Regions from separate parts of the Bicyclus anynana genome. Here region 2 is linked to region 1. Evidence: chromatin contacts called from public Hi-C data. All regions are on one chromosome and are shown on one strand. The core of a region is the stretch at or near the end of the contact, and the rest is flanking DNA. Distances in the headings are between cores, read along the strand shown. Region 1 holds the start of LOC112046086 (protein enabled). Region 2 overlaps LOC112046086 (protein enabled).

Evidence for each region. Hi-C and Micro-C count contacts between places; a contact is called where the count stands out from the background.
Region 2: a contact with region 1 is called in a Hi-C map of whole body, with 1.8 times the contacts expected there. The contact joins the enhancer-like site here to the promoter of LOC112046086 in region 1. A contact is called at or near these places in 2 of 2 Hi-C or Micro-C datasets (whole body and whole larva).

Annotation. Positions count from the first base shown.
Region 1 is chr18:1,704,996-1,711,156 of ilBicAnyn1.1, reverse strand. LOC112046086 (protein enabled) reads right to left here and starts at 2,569. Exons shown (of 14, transcript XM_052886707.1): 1 at 2,103-2,569. The coding sequence starts at 2,107. It overlaps LOC112046079 (tubulin-specific chaperone E), which reads left to right and starts at 3,497. Exons shown (of 7, transcript XM_024082556.2): 1 at 3,497-3,935; 2 at 5,550-5,656. The coding sequence starts at 3,588.
Region 2 is chr18:1,783,466-1,789,626 of ilBicAnyn1.1, reverse strand. LOC112046086 (protein enabled) reads right to left here. Exons shown (of 14, transcript XM_052886707.1): 2 at 2,795-2,960; 3 at 72-227. Among protein-coding and RNA genes, the nearest start is that of Trnac-gca, 51 kb to the left of the region's middle. Within about 2 kb of position 2,901, at least 2 of the 8 cell types and tissues checked have open chromatin away from gene starts, as enhancers often do.

The DNA of each region.
Region 1 (6,161 bases), core at 1,320-3,819:
TGTATCTTTTGGCTAGCCCCCTACTTCATCCCTTACTGTGACAGGATGCTGATGAAAGCAGTGCTACTTGGTGGCAAATATACCCATGGAGGTAAGAGAATATCTTAACATTCCATGGATTCACCGTTCAGGTGCTGGGTCCATTGCGAGATAGAGAGAAAAACACCAAGCAGGTCTTGTGACTACTGGATGTAGGGTTAGTGATGTTCTAGACAAGTTTTTACTATGAGCTTGGTTCCTACTCTTTCATTGTATATAGATTGATACAACTGATATAGCGAAGTAATAAACTAAATGAAAACCTTACTCAGTATTTAACCTCCATTAGTTGATGGAGTATGTCTGTTTTTCATTACAACTTAGTTTATAGGTCACACAAATATAGCTCTGACTAATTAATTGCTTATGAGTATACTGGAAAAACATATTTATAATTAATCTATATACTAATACTATAAATGCAAAAGTAAGCCTGTCTGTCTATTACCTTTTCACTGCTAAACCGCTGGACCAATTAAGATGAATTTTGGTATAATGGTACCTTAGAGTAAAACAGGGTCAAAAAGTACAAATAATAATTCTTTTTATTTTAGGATCAAAAAGTAACATGGTCAAATAGGGGTTGAAAGTTTGTATGGAAAGTCTTTTATTTTTAGATTTACAGTTTGAAAAATTTGTCCTTGAATCATAAAAAAATACGAAAAATTTAAATAGTGATGCAAGAATTTTTAAAATACAACCACTAAGGTGCTGAAATAGGGGTTGAATGTTTAAAATGATTTACATGTGGACAAAGTAGTGTGGACTAGTTATAATATAGGTCTTGTCAGTTTCAAGAACTAGTTTGTAATTTTCAGTTTATAAAACACTATCAGATGATATCATCAGAGAGATGCCCCACTGTTTCACCTGTATGTAGGAGTCCTATTCCTGGGACTATGGTAATAAAATATAGCCTACTCGCAAAATAATGTGTCTTCCTATTAGTAAAAGTATTTTCAAATTGGTATAGTAGATTTTTTTATAGTATTTGTATAGATTTAAAAGTCTGAACTTTGGGCACTTCAACTCAGAGCTCTCAGTACAGGAATCTTGTATTGTTCTTTTCTTCTCTATATCTCTATTTGTTAAAGCAAAACGAGTCACATTCACTAACGTTTCCATATAAATAATTATGTTGACTTATTAGTCAACCATGGTCAAATACTTACACCTTAGTTATACCATAGTTAAAGCTCTGATGACTCACAACTTGATATGATGTATTTTAGTAGGTATTTGTGCAATGATAAACATTCTAGATTAGCAACATCCAGGAAACTTGATAATTTTTTTATATATAACTGGAAATTTATATTTATAATTTATATTGGAAATTTATATTTACACTTATTTATTTACCAGAGTGCGGATTTAAATACACAATTAAATATTTTGATAGTTAAGTAATACTAATAAAATGTTTTATTATTATTTGCAAATAAACTTTTTCTTGTACTTTACATTCATAAAGTAAAAGTACAAAATAAAATGAAGCCAAATTCAATTTACAACAAATAGGTCTAACTTTGCTTTGCAAAAGATTTCATGTTCCTAATTCAAATGGGTGGAGTGAATTTTTCTCCTACACACCCCAGCACCCTATAGAACCATCCCCCTAAAATCACCCCATTTTTAAGAAATCGCCCTCATACCCAATGCACTTTAATTCAAGGTCAAATAAACAGCCATGAAAGGGAAAGACAAAAATAAATTGAATATACAACGTGTGGGGCACTTCTTGATAAATATATGTAGAAAAAATCGATAACTCGTCCAAGCAGACAGTTTTCCGACACTATGCAATGCTTCATCGATTTCTATGCTAAATTATGGGCTGTTTTTCTTCAATCTCATTCATAAAATTGCAAATTTAAAATCGATACGCGTTGTTTACATTACAATATAGAACACAGACTTCGCGCTCCGATCAGCACGGTACGTAAATAAATATTCTAAATTTAAATATAGAACGACGCATGCAAGCGAACAATACAGGATTTATTTATTTGTTTTCGTAAAAGCTCGCAAGCAGCGGTTTGATGAACTTTAGCTGTACGTACCTCATTTTGATTGAATCCTTTGTCGTGTTAAATCCGACTATTGCACGACACTCACAATTGTTCACTTATAAACTGCATATTATCACAGACACGAAGCGACATTTTAGTATTATCGACTCGAGCACTCGTCCGGTGGATTAGGGGTGGCCATTTTTGAGAAATAGCACAATTTTCGTTTTCAGTCCCGCTCGATTTTGGAAACGGAGCGGATGACGGAAGGACGCTTGCACTGCGCGAACACGACGAATGAATTAAAAAAAATATTTTTTATATCATCAGTCACTCAAACGCTTACGTCTTTGAGTTTATTAAAAATATTTTTTAATACAACACACCTCAGCACAGCTGAACTTTCAATACATTTTATAAAAAGTATAAAAAAAATTGAATACCGTATTCAGAAAATTTTAAACGACACAATGTGCTATTCGGTTGGAGTATTCGGTACATATCCGGAAATAAAATTTACATTTTCGCCCTTATTTGTCTGACGTCTATACTTGGTCGCATTATACCATATGCTCGGTCAACGAGACCGACCAATCACCTCTCGAAGGATTAATTTTAGTCAATCTCAAAATGGTCCTGGTAGCGCCATCTATTGCTAGATCTGCAAAACTATGTTGGTTATTTTTTAATCTGACAAACGACTCATAAACAATACAATCGGACGACATTGAATTTACTGGCAGCAATCGGCACCAGTGCACAGCCGTGCTCCATAAACAAGCCATTTATACTCTGTCTACGTATTGATCTTTGTCAATATCTTTTTGATGTTTTTTTTTGATGACTCAAAATCTGACAGTTTGCTAATTTGTTTTGCTTGACAGACGTAGCCATGCCATGGGAACTTAGAAGAACGTGAAATCTTTATGAAGCAGCGCCATCTACATTCTAGATTTAAGATTCCAGAATAGTAAATACAATTACTTATGGTGTGTATGTATTATAATGTTTTTAGAGATTTAAACCGTGTAAGTATGGAAAAAAAAAACAAAACAAAAAAGAATTATTTATCCTTTTAATTTTGACGCGCAATAGGAAGAATGTGTTTGTATTTCTAAAGCAAAGGGATTATTACAGATAGACAGTAACCGTACATTAATTTCAACGATATTCCATATAGTCATTTGGCCTAGTGGTGTATAACAAAGGTACGATCTAATAATCCTGAGTTCGAGCCCGGACAATGGAAAACTTTTTGTCTTTTTTTTTTTGTTTTTCTCAATTGGTTTCTTCAACTTTTACAAAATCAAAAATCTCGCATTTACAAAAAATATGCATTATTATTTTTATAACATAATGGATACTATACTAAAAATACCGTAGCTAGTCACTAGATGGCGCTATCACAAGCGTTCCGAAAAAAGTTAGAGTTGCCTATCTATTTCCAATAATACATTGTAATCTTTGGACGTAGCTTCCGAAAAATAAGTCTGTTTTCATTTTGATAAACATTCTTTTTTCGAAAACATAAAAAGAATGGTGGGCGCGATGCCTGTTGATTTGATACCGAAATTTTGCAACGGTGCCATGGACAGCCTGAACGGCGGCGACGATTGTGAATACCAAGTGTCTGTAGGAAGTCGTGTGAAGTGCAGTGATGATTTTGGTACGGTGAAGTATATTGGGGAGGTGCATGGGTACAAAGGCATTTGGTATGGAGTAGAGTGGGATAACGCCGACAGGGGAAAGCATGACGGCATCGTAGAGGATGTGCAGTACTTCAAAACGACCAAACCAGGTGCTGGTTCATTCATACGTCCCAACAAAATTGCTCCATTCAAAACTTGTGCTGAAGCCATCCGAAAGTATTATGGTGATAGAGAGGTGAGGATTTACCTAGTTGAATAACATAATGATATAAAATAACTCTTTGTTCATGTCACACATGTGTTTATTTTAAATTGTGTCACTTCACACCCACATATTACAAGTTGCTTAACTTGAACGAGTAATAACTTAGCATAAACGTTATCCTATTGTGTAACACCTTGTTTTATTATAATGGGCTTATTGAGTACAAAGGAGGCTCTTTTAGACTGATTTTTTCTTGGGAAATTGAAGTTTGTGCTATTGGCATGTGTTTTTCTTAAAGCAGTATATCTGTTTTGACAGGGAAGAGTTAAAATCTATGCCTTGGGTAATTGCAGTACCCAGCAAACAAGTAAACTACCCAACAAACAAACAAAACAACTAACAAAATTGCAGTAATGTAGGCTGCAAAAGACAAAGAAAGTTCTTGGTCTAAAGATGAAAAAAAAGAAACCAAACAAACAAGGAGTTGGTGTTTGTTCAGTTTCTTTTTTTTTAAAAAGGCCAAGGCTTGGGTGCAATTATGCCTGCTCCTACATGGGACTGTCAGCCTTGGTGATAACTAGTCTCCTCTTCACCACATGATGGATGTTCTTTATTAGTCATGACATTATACAGGATGCTTGTGAGTATGAGTATTTCCCATAACATGGTTAAATTCTATAACAAAAATAATTCCAAATGTTGAAGGAACATGTGTTCTAAAATTAATATTTTCAAAGTAAATAATGTTTCTTATATTTTCAGAGCACATAAAATTTTAATATACCTTTAAATGTGACCTTATATTAATAGCGTAGCCAAACTTAAAATGCAAGAATAGATAATGGTGTGTGTTACATGGATAGACAAATTATTTGAATTACTTAGTATGAATACATAAAATGTTTTTATTTTTTAGTTAAAAAAATATTAGTTGATTCAAAAAATTCAAAATTCATTTATTTCAAGTAGCCTCAGTTTACAAGCACTTTTGACACGTCAGTTGACTATTTGTAAAGATTCTACCACCGGTTCGGAAGGCAGGTTCTGCTGAGAAGATACCGGCAAGAAACTCAACAGTTGCTCTTTTGAAAAAGTCATACAGTATTACAATTTACATTTGAAAACAATTAAATTACAATTTCTTATAGTTTTATTTCCTGTGTGAAAGTGGAAGCTGATCCAATGGCCTCCAAGCACCTTTGTCATTACGGAACTCATCAATAGTGTAGTAACCTCGACTAAGTAAATGTTTTTTAACACATTGCTTAAAGTTGTGCATTGGCAAGTCCATCACAGTTGTGCAGTTTGGCTCCTATTAGTGGACTCATCAACATCTTGAATTTATGGGAAATTCTCCCGAGCACACTGTATAGTGGTTGTTAATAGATTTAATGTCATAAGCCTGCTAACTCTTATTGAAGCAGTGTGATGGGTTTAAGATCTATATCTCTTATACGGGGGTGCACTTCATACATGCATTAAAGCACTGCATACCCTAATAAATGATTGTTAATATTCCAATGCACATTTTGCCAGTTTGGTTAAATTGTCTTTTAGTGCATACCCTGATCAACAACCTTATGCACGCCACTGCTTATAAGGCCTGGCCTTGTAAAGTTAATGCTGTGTGTTAAATGGTTGCAGGATGAGACTGTGGCGGCTCATCGCAGGACCGTCATCAATGAGTGGAAACGTGAGATGGGTGCACCGTTCATTGAGATGGTCGGCTTTGAGAAGATACATCAAAAACAGTAAGTAATATTATACATAACAATATTATTAGTAATATTACGAACTGCTTGTAGCTACTATATGTCTCCTGTGGATCTGATTCAATTTGGATTTTCTATATTATAATATCTAATAGTAATCATTATCAACCCATATTCGGCTCACTGCTGAGCTCGAGTCGCCTCTCAGAATGAGATGGATATTTACTATATATTATAAACTATTGGTCTAATAGCCCACCACAGACTTCACACACGCAGAGAATTATGAAAGTTCTCTGGTATGACGGGTTTACTCACGATGTTTTTCCTTCACCGTTTGAGATGCGTGATATTTAATTTCTTAAAATGCACACAACTGAAAAGTTGGAAGTGCATGCCCCCGACCGGATTCGAACACAAACCCTCCGGAATCTGAGGCAGAAGTTGTATCCACTGGGCTATCACTGCTCCAATAGTAATAGATTCTTGATAAGTTTCTAAAACTGTACCACAAAATAGAGGCAGAAGCAGTATCTATACTAAT
Region 2 (6,161 bases), core at 1,652-4,151, 78 kb before region 1:
GGAGGCAGAGGTCATATACACTGGGCTGTCACGCTATGGTATAGGTATGGTATAGTTCCACTTGAGCTTACTTCTAGTGTATGCATCATGGCGCGCGCGAAGCTGTCTGCATCTTCCCTGCAGGAGAAGTTGAGGCCGTAGACATGCCGCGCGTCCCGCCATTGGTGGAAGGTGGCCGTTGCCTGGTTGTACTTCAGCCCTCGCACTATACCGCAGTTTATCACCACCTGGAATTTGAAATTATTATCTTTAATATAAAAATGATACCCAAAATGCGTTGGTAAGCGCATAACTCAACAACATCTGGACCAATTTGGCCAATTCTTTTTTAAAATGTTCGTTGGAGTTCTAGGATGGTTTTTACGGCGAGAAAAATTCGAATAGTTGCCGGAAAAACAATAAAAATAGCCCTTTTCTTTTTCCCATACAAATGTTTTCTTAACTAAAACGTAGTCAATTTGGGCTATAGTGTTACCTATTGTATAAAGTTCATATTCATAATAATTAGAAAATGAGGTAGGGGTAGGGTAGGGGTGAGGTGGGGTAGGGTAGGTTAGGGGTAGATAGGGGTAGGGTATGGTAGGGTAGGGGTAGAGTAGGGGTAATGGTAGGGGTAGTTGAAAGTTTACATCGAGTTTCACGCGGACGAAGTCGCGGGCGTCCGCTAGTTTTTAATAAAAATGGAAATTAGGTAAGTACTTACCTAACTTTTTAAAATTAAGTATAGTATATTAATTAAGAAAATAAATTATTAAATGAAAATAACGTAACATTTACGTAACAGTAATTAATTATTATATTTTATTACTGCGCTGACCAACCCGCATGCCCAGCGTGATCAGTAACGGGCAAAACTTTTGCGTGGCGTTCGGAACTCGCTACTAAAGGCTTATGGCAGTGGACGTCCATCGGCTGACGTGATGATAATGATGATGATGATGATGATGATGATGATGATGATGATGATGATGATTACTGGCGGTCGCCTCAGCAATTTCACCCTTCGTAATTTTTTTTTTTTTTTTTAATTTATTTGGTTAACCAACAACCTTACATTTCTTACAAGATATATAATATTTTAATAACATAGGTAACAAGGCAAAATGTTTGGCCACTTATAGGTTAACACTACATGCTCTAAATAATAAGATTATCTTTATATTAATAATACTAATTAAAGTTAAAGTTAAACAGTTTTACAGCTATACATAGGTAAAAGAATATAAATACAAATTTAATAACAGTAATAACAGTTTATGCGGTATACGGAGACAAACAATATAGTCTATGTTACTTGCTGCTAATGTAGCTTTCCATTGGTGAAAAAATTAAAAAAATAGATTTAGTGATTTAGGCGTGAAAATGTAAACAAGCATTTATTTGTCAGAATTTGTTAGCTATACATAAAGGTTAGCTCGCTTGTTTCAAAGCAGCTTATGTGCTAAGAAAAAGGTTAGACAGGCAAAGAAGTAATCTTACCTATTTCTTTTATCTTTTTCACGTGAATCTCTTACGGCCAGTTTCTTCATCGCAAGTAACAGTCAAAGTAACGTCATAAAGCAAAAGTAACGGTCTTATTCACGGAAAAATAAAGTTTTCTTTACTACTTACTACTTTTACTGTAACTTTAGCTTTACCTAAAGAAACTGGCTATTAGTGAATATCACGAGAAGTCGTGGGCACCTACTAGTAATCTAATAAGCGCGTTAGAGAGTTCTAATCTGCCAAACAAGGCTCGTAGGTAGGAAGGCCACATATTGATTTAGTTGTTTTTGTAACATCTGGTTCCTTGTTCGATATCGCTTGGTTCATGGTCGGTATCGCGTCTGCCCACGACAATATTGCTTATCTACACTTCTAACTATTGAGATGAGGTGTGTCGTAGTCAGTTATTGTGAATGATAATAATAATTGGTCCATATATTCGAAAAAGTATAACTCACGAGATTACCGCTATGTGGAATGTTGAATCAACTATTATTGTTCTGATAGTTGTTTCAGTCAATGGTCTTATCTTAGCGAAAAGCTTCGACCAACACCTTAAGAAGCTTTCACTTAACTGTTGGATCAAGAGTCGGATACAGAAGGCAGTGATTCTTAAGACGGCGCGTATTGTGAGGAGGTTCCTCACTCTGGAGCCAAGACCACCGGTTGCTTGGGCACTCAAATGTCCCGCAGCGGGAGAGATGAGTTTTTTTTTTTATTTTTTAATAGTGTTTTGTACCAACATTGTTAAAAATTTAAAAAAGGACTAATAAATAAATGAGAGAATAATAGATTGGTCCACCTATTTAGTAAGTTATCGTAAAGCCTTGGGTTATAGCAGAGGGTCCCATACTTTTGACTGGTGCAGGGTGCAAGTTGACCCCCTACATTACCATTTCCCAAAACTCGGTGAAAATTGTGAAGATCATATCTGACTATGGAATATCTTTGCATATGTCATCCAATGTTGCTGTTGACATCCAACTACGAATTAAAAATTTTCTACACAAAAGTGAAAATAAACTTCGTAAATTAATTGAATGTCAAAAAAAAAAATACCGACCGAATTAAGAACCTCCTCCTTTTTGAAGTCGGTTAAAAAGTAAAGATTTTCAATCAAAAAGTGATTGAATTATTCAATACAGCAGAAAGAAGCAACCTATTTCTACTTAATGTATTTAGAAGAATCTCAATCACGTACCAACCACTACGAAGCCGCATGAATTTTCGTGACACCTCGCTTTCGAAATTGTGAACCCCCATTTTTTTGTCACGCCGACGTAGACTTACGTAGGGACAAGTGAGTTACCTCGTGGTCGTTGAGCTTCCTGCCGACGACGCGGAAGGTGTTGTGCTGCGTGTGGTGGTAGATGTGCACCTTGGACAGCCCCGAGCTGGAGCCCGAGGGGATCCAGCGCTTCACGGCGTCGTCGTACACCATGACGGAAGCGCGCGCGCTGCTTATCGATTGCTCGCTGTGGACAACAACGTTCTCATTAGAACCTTTACAAAGTTATCACCATCGTCAACAACATACGTATTATTTATATTTACACGACCCACTTTCAGGCATCCCATATGAGTAAGGATTTAGGACTTAGTCCCGCTATGCTACTGTGAGAGTCGGGAAGCTTAGTATTAGATCATCATTATCAACCCATATTCGACTCACTGCTGCGCTCGAGTCTCCTCTAAGAATGAGAGAGGTTAGGCCAATAGGCCACCATGCTTCACACACGTAGAAAATTAAAAAAAATCTTTGGTATGCAGGTTTCCTCACGATGCGATGATTTTCCTTCAACGTTTGAGACACGTGATATTTAATTTCTTAAATATCAGATAAAAGAATTAGATAGTTTTTATGTAACAATCATTATCAGACAGCGGCTAGCACAAGGCCTTCAATTAAAGTAGGCAGAAAATAAAGAATTCGGTCTTCTCATCTTCACGATGAGTCATCAGGGAAGGCAGAACATCATTTGATCTATGAAGTACACACCACTGAAACCGACGGCACTGGGGTGTAACACCAGCGACTTCCTAGCTAATCTTCTGCTGAGAATTTCAAAGAAAGAAAAGCTTCATATTTCACACCCTAACTCGGAACATAAAGATCCGAAGCCGCATGAAATGGACAAGGAGGCAGTTGTGCAGTTAAAAAGCATAGACCCTAGAAATCCCGACGCTACTTCTAGTATCTTTGGATTATTCCAAGTATTATTGAAGTGGGGGTAAAGTAATCCAATTGCATCGCGCGACATATCTACGTTTTCTGTGGAACATCTGCTGTATATTGTTAATTAGACCACCAAGAATGCTATTCAAGTGATATTTTGTTGATTCGCTTGTTAGTTAAGATTTATAATGCGTATATTTTTAATAAGTTCTTTTCGCTCCACTGCCCACATCAATTATGAACGGGACAACCGTCGTTGATTGAACCTCAATAGCTCAAATGTAAAGCGGTCGGACTCATCACCGAGGGGTTGTGGTTCGATCCCCGCCCGGTTACACTGCTAACACAGCCTAGTTGGAGGGGAATGAAAAAATTGGTCCTAATTAAAAAATATGGAAATATTAAAAAAAATAAAAATAACTAAACTGAGGGTCTGCAACAGCCAGATATTATTCATTTTATGAAGTCTGATAGTAGATCCGCTTTTACTAAGCTTCGCTTTTTTTAAACTTTAACATTCTCTAACCCTCTCTAGAAATCTTTAACGGTGCTTTGCGAAGGGTTGTGACTGACGCTTTGGGACACGATGTTTCATACTATGACGAAAATATAAAAAAACCTCATTTTTTTTGGTTTCCCACCAACACGGTCTAATCTAATAAAAACTAATCATCAATCTTATCAAAGTTAACAGAATAAAAGCGTCTAAAATCTCGGGCACAGATGGTAAACAACTTAATTAATAAACGAAGATACTTATAAATAATAATCAATATCCGTGATAGCCCAATGGATATGACCTCTGCCTCCGATTCCGGAGGGTGTGAGTTCGAATCCGGTCCGGGGCATGCACCTCCAACTTTTCAGTTGTGTGCTAAGAAATTAAATATCACGTGCCTCAAACGCTAAAGGAAAAACATCGTGAAGAAATGCATGCCAGAGAAGTAACTGCATGTGTGAAGTCTGCCAATCCGCATTGGGCCAGCGTGGTGGACTATTGACCTAACCCCTCTTATTCTGAGAGACTCGAGCTCAGCAGTGTGCCGAATGTGGGTTGATAATGAATGAATAATCAATAAAATATATTCGAATCCATGCTTTCACAGAACTCTGTTTACGTCACTAAATGATTGTAATATTCCGCGAATACCGTTATTCTCTTGACAGTTTTCCCTCGGTGAGTAGTCACGTACCTTATTCACGGGGTCTGAGAATTTAGGGGATTATTGAATCTATTCCACGAATCACTACGACCTAGTTGCGGTAGCGAAAAACTTACCATACGTTTGTTTAAATTTTTTCTTTTATTTTAACGAAGCTTTAGGTATTTAGGAGGAAATAAAAGGCTTTTTTACCCGACTGCAAGAAGGGTTATGTTTTTCGCGCGTATCTTGTATGTATGTTTGTATGTATGTATGTATGTATGTATGTAATACATATCTTGCAAGCCGCTGAATGGCTTTACGCAATTAATATATCGATATATTTGTCTCAACAACCCAAGTGTTCTTAGATAGCTGAAGTTAAAAAAAAACTACACGACGACTGTGAGACGCTAAAGTTTTTTTCGAATATTGCGTTATGGGTATCAAATTCAAGGGCTCATCAAGAGTATTTCAAAATGGTATATCATGGCCATATAAAAAAAAACTAATTAGAAAATGTTATTTATTAATCACTATACAAAATACGCAAGGCGGATGACTAGGTGCGAGTAGGTTAGGCAGTCGGGTTTTTTTTTAATTATTGACTTGTTTTACAATTAATAAAACATCCATCGCTGTGTGTCGGCCGGATGAGTTTGATTGCCAACACCTGTTGCCAGGTGTTGGGCCTACAGTTTAGAGAATGTTTCGAACGAGTCTGCCCTGCAAGGTGTTGCAGTTTAGGAATTCTCTAATAGTCACTTTCACTCATCTTTCTCTACATTAACTAAGACAAGTTCGTTGATGACACTCCCATGATATGCGGGGGGGGGGGGGGGGGGAAGGACTGCGCGGGTGTGAAATCGTGCGTGGAAGTGAGGTGCATCAGTCATGGGTTTTAGATTCATCGCTACACGCTTACCGGCCCGCTCGGCACATCGGCAGTGTTACGAACGAAGTTGCCAAGCTATACTAGCAGATAATAAAATTTATTGGTAAAAGATTTTTTTTTTCATTTTTAAACCGTGCTACAATTATTTCTTTTTTAATTTTAAATAGTTCCATGGCATTGGCTATAAAAATTAAGGATTCCTTATAAGAGACAAAATCTAAGAGGCCAAGCCAGAACTAAATCTAGGAGGACCTGCCGATTTCAAATCGAGGAGACCCTTTTTTACTATTATTTATTTTATCATAGACGTAGAAAAAAAAAATTGTATGCCACTGCACATAATTAGCCACTGTAGCACTCGTGTTGCTATTGTGTAATTCGGTTTTGTCACATTGCACAAAAATTAATCGTGCTACAATGACCCTCATTACAAAATCAAAAAGTTCATTTATTTATTTAGCGG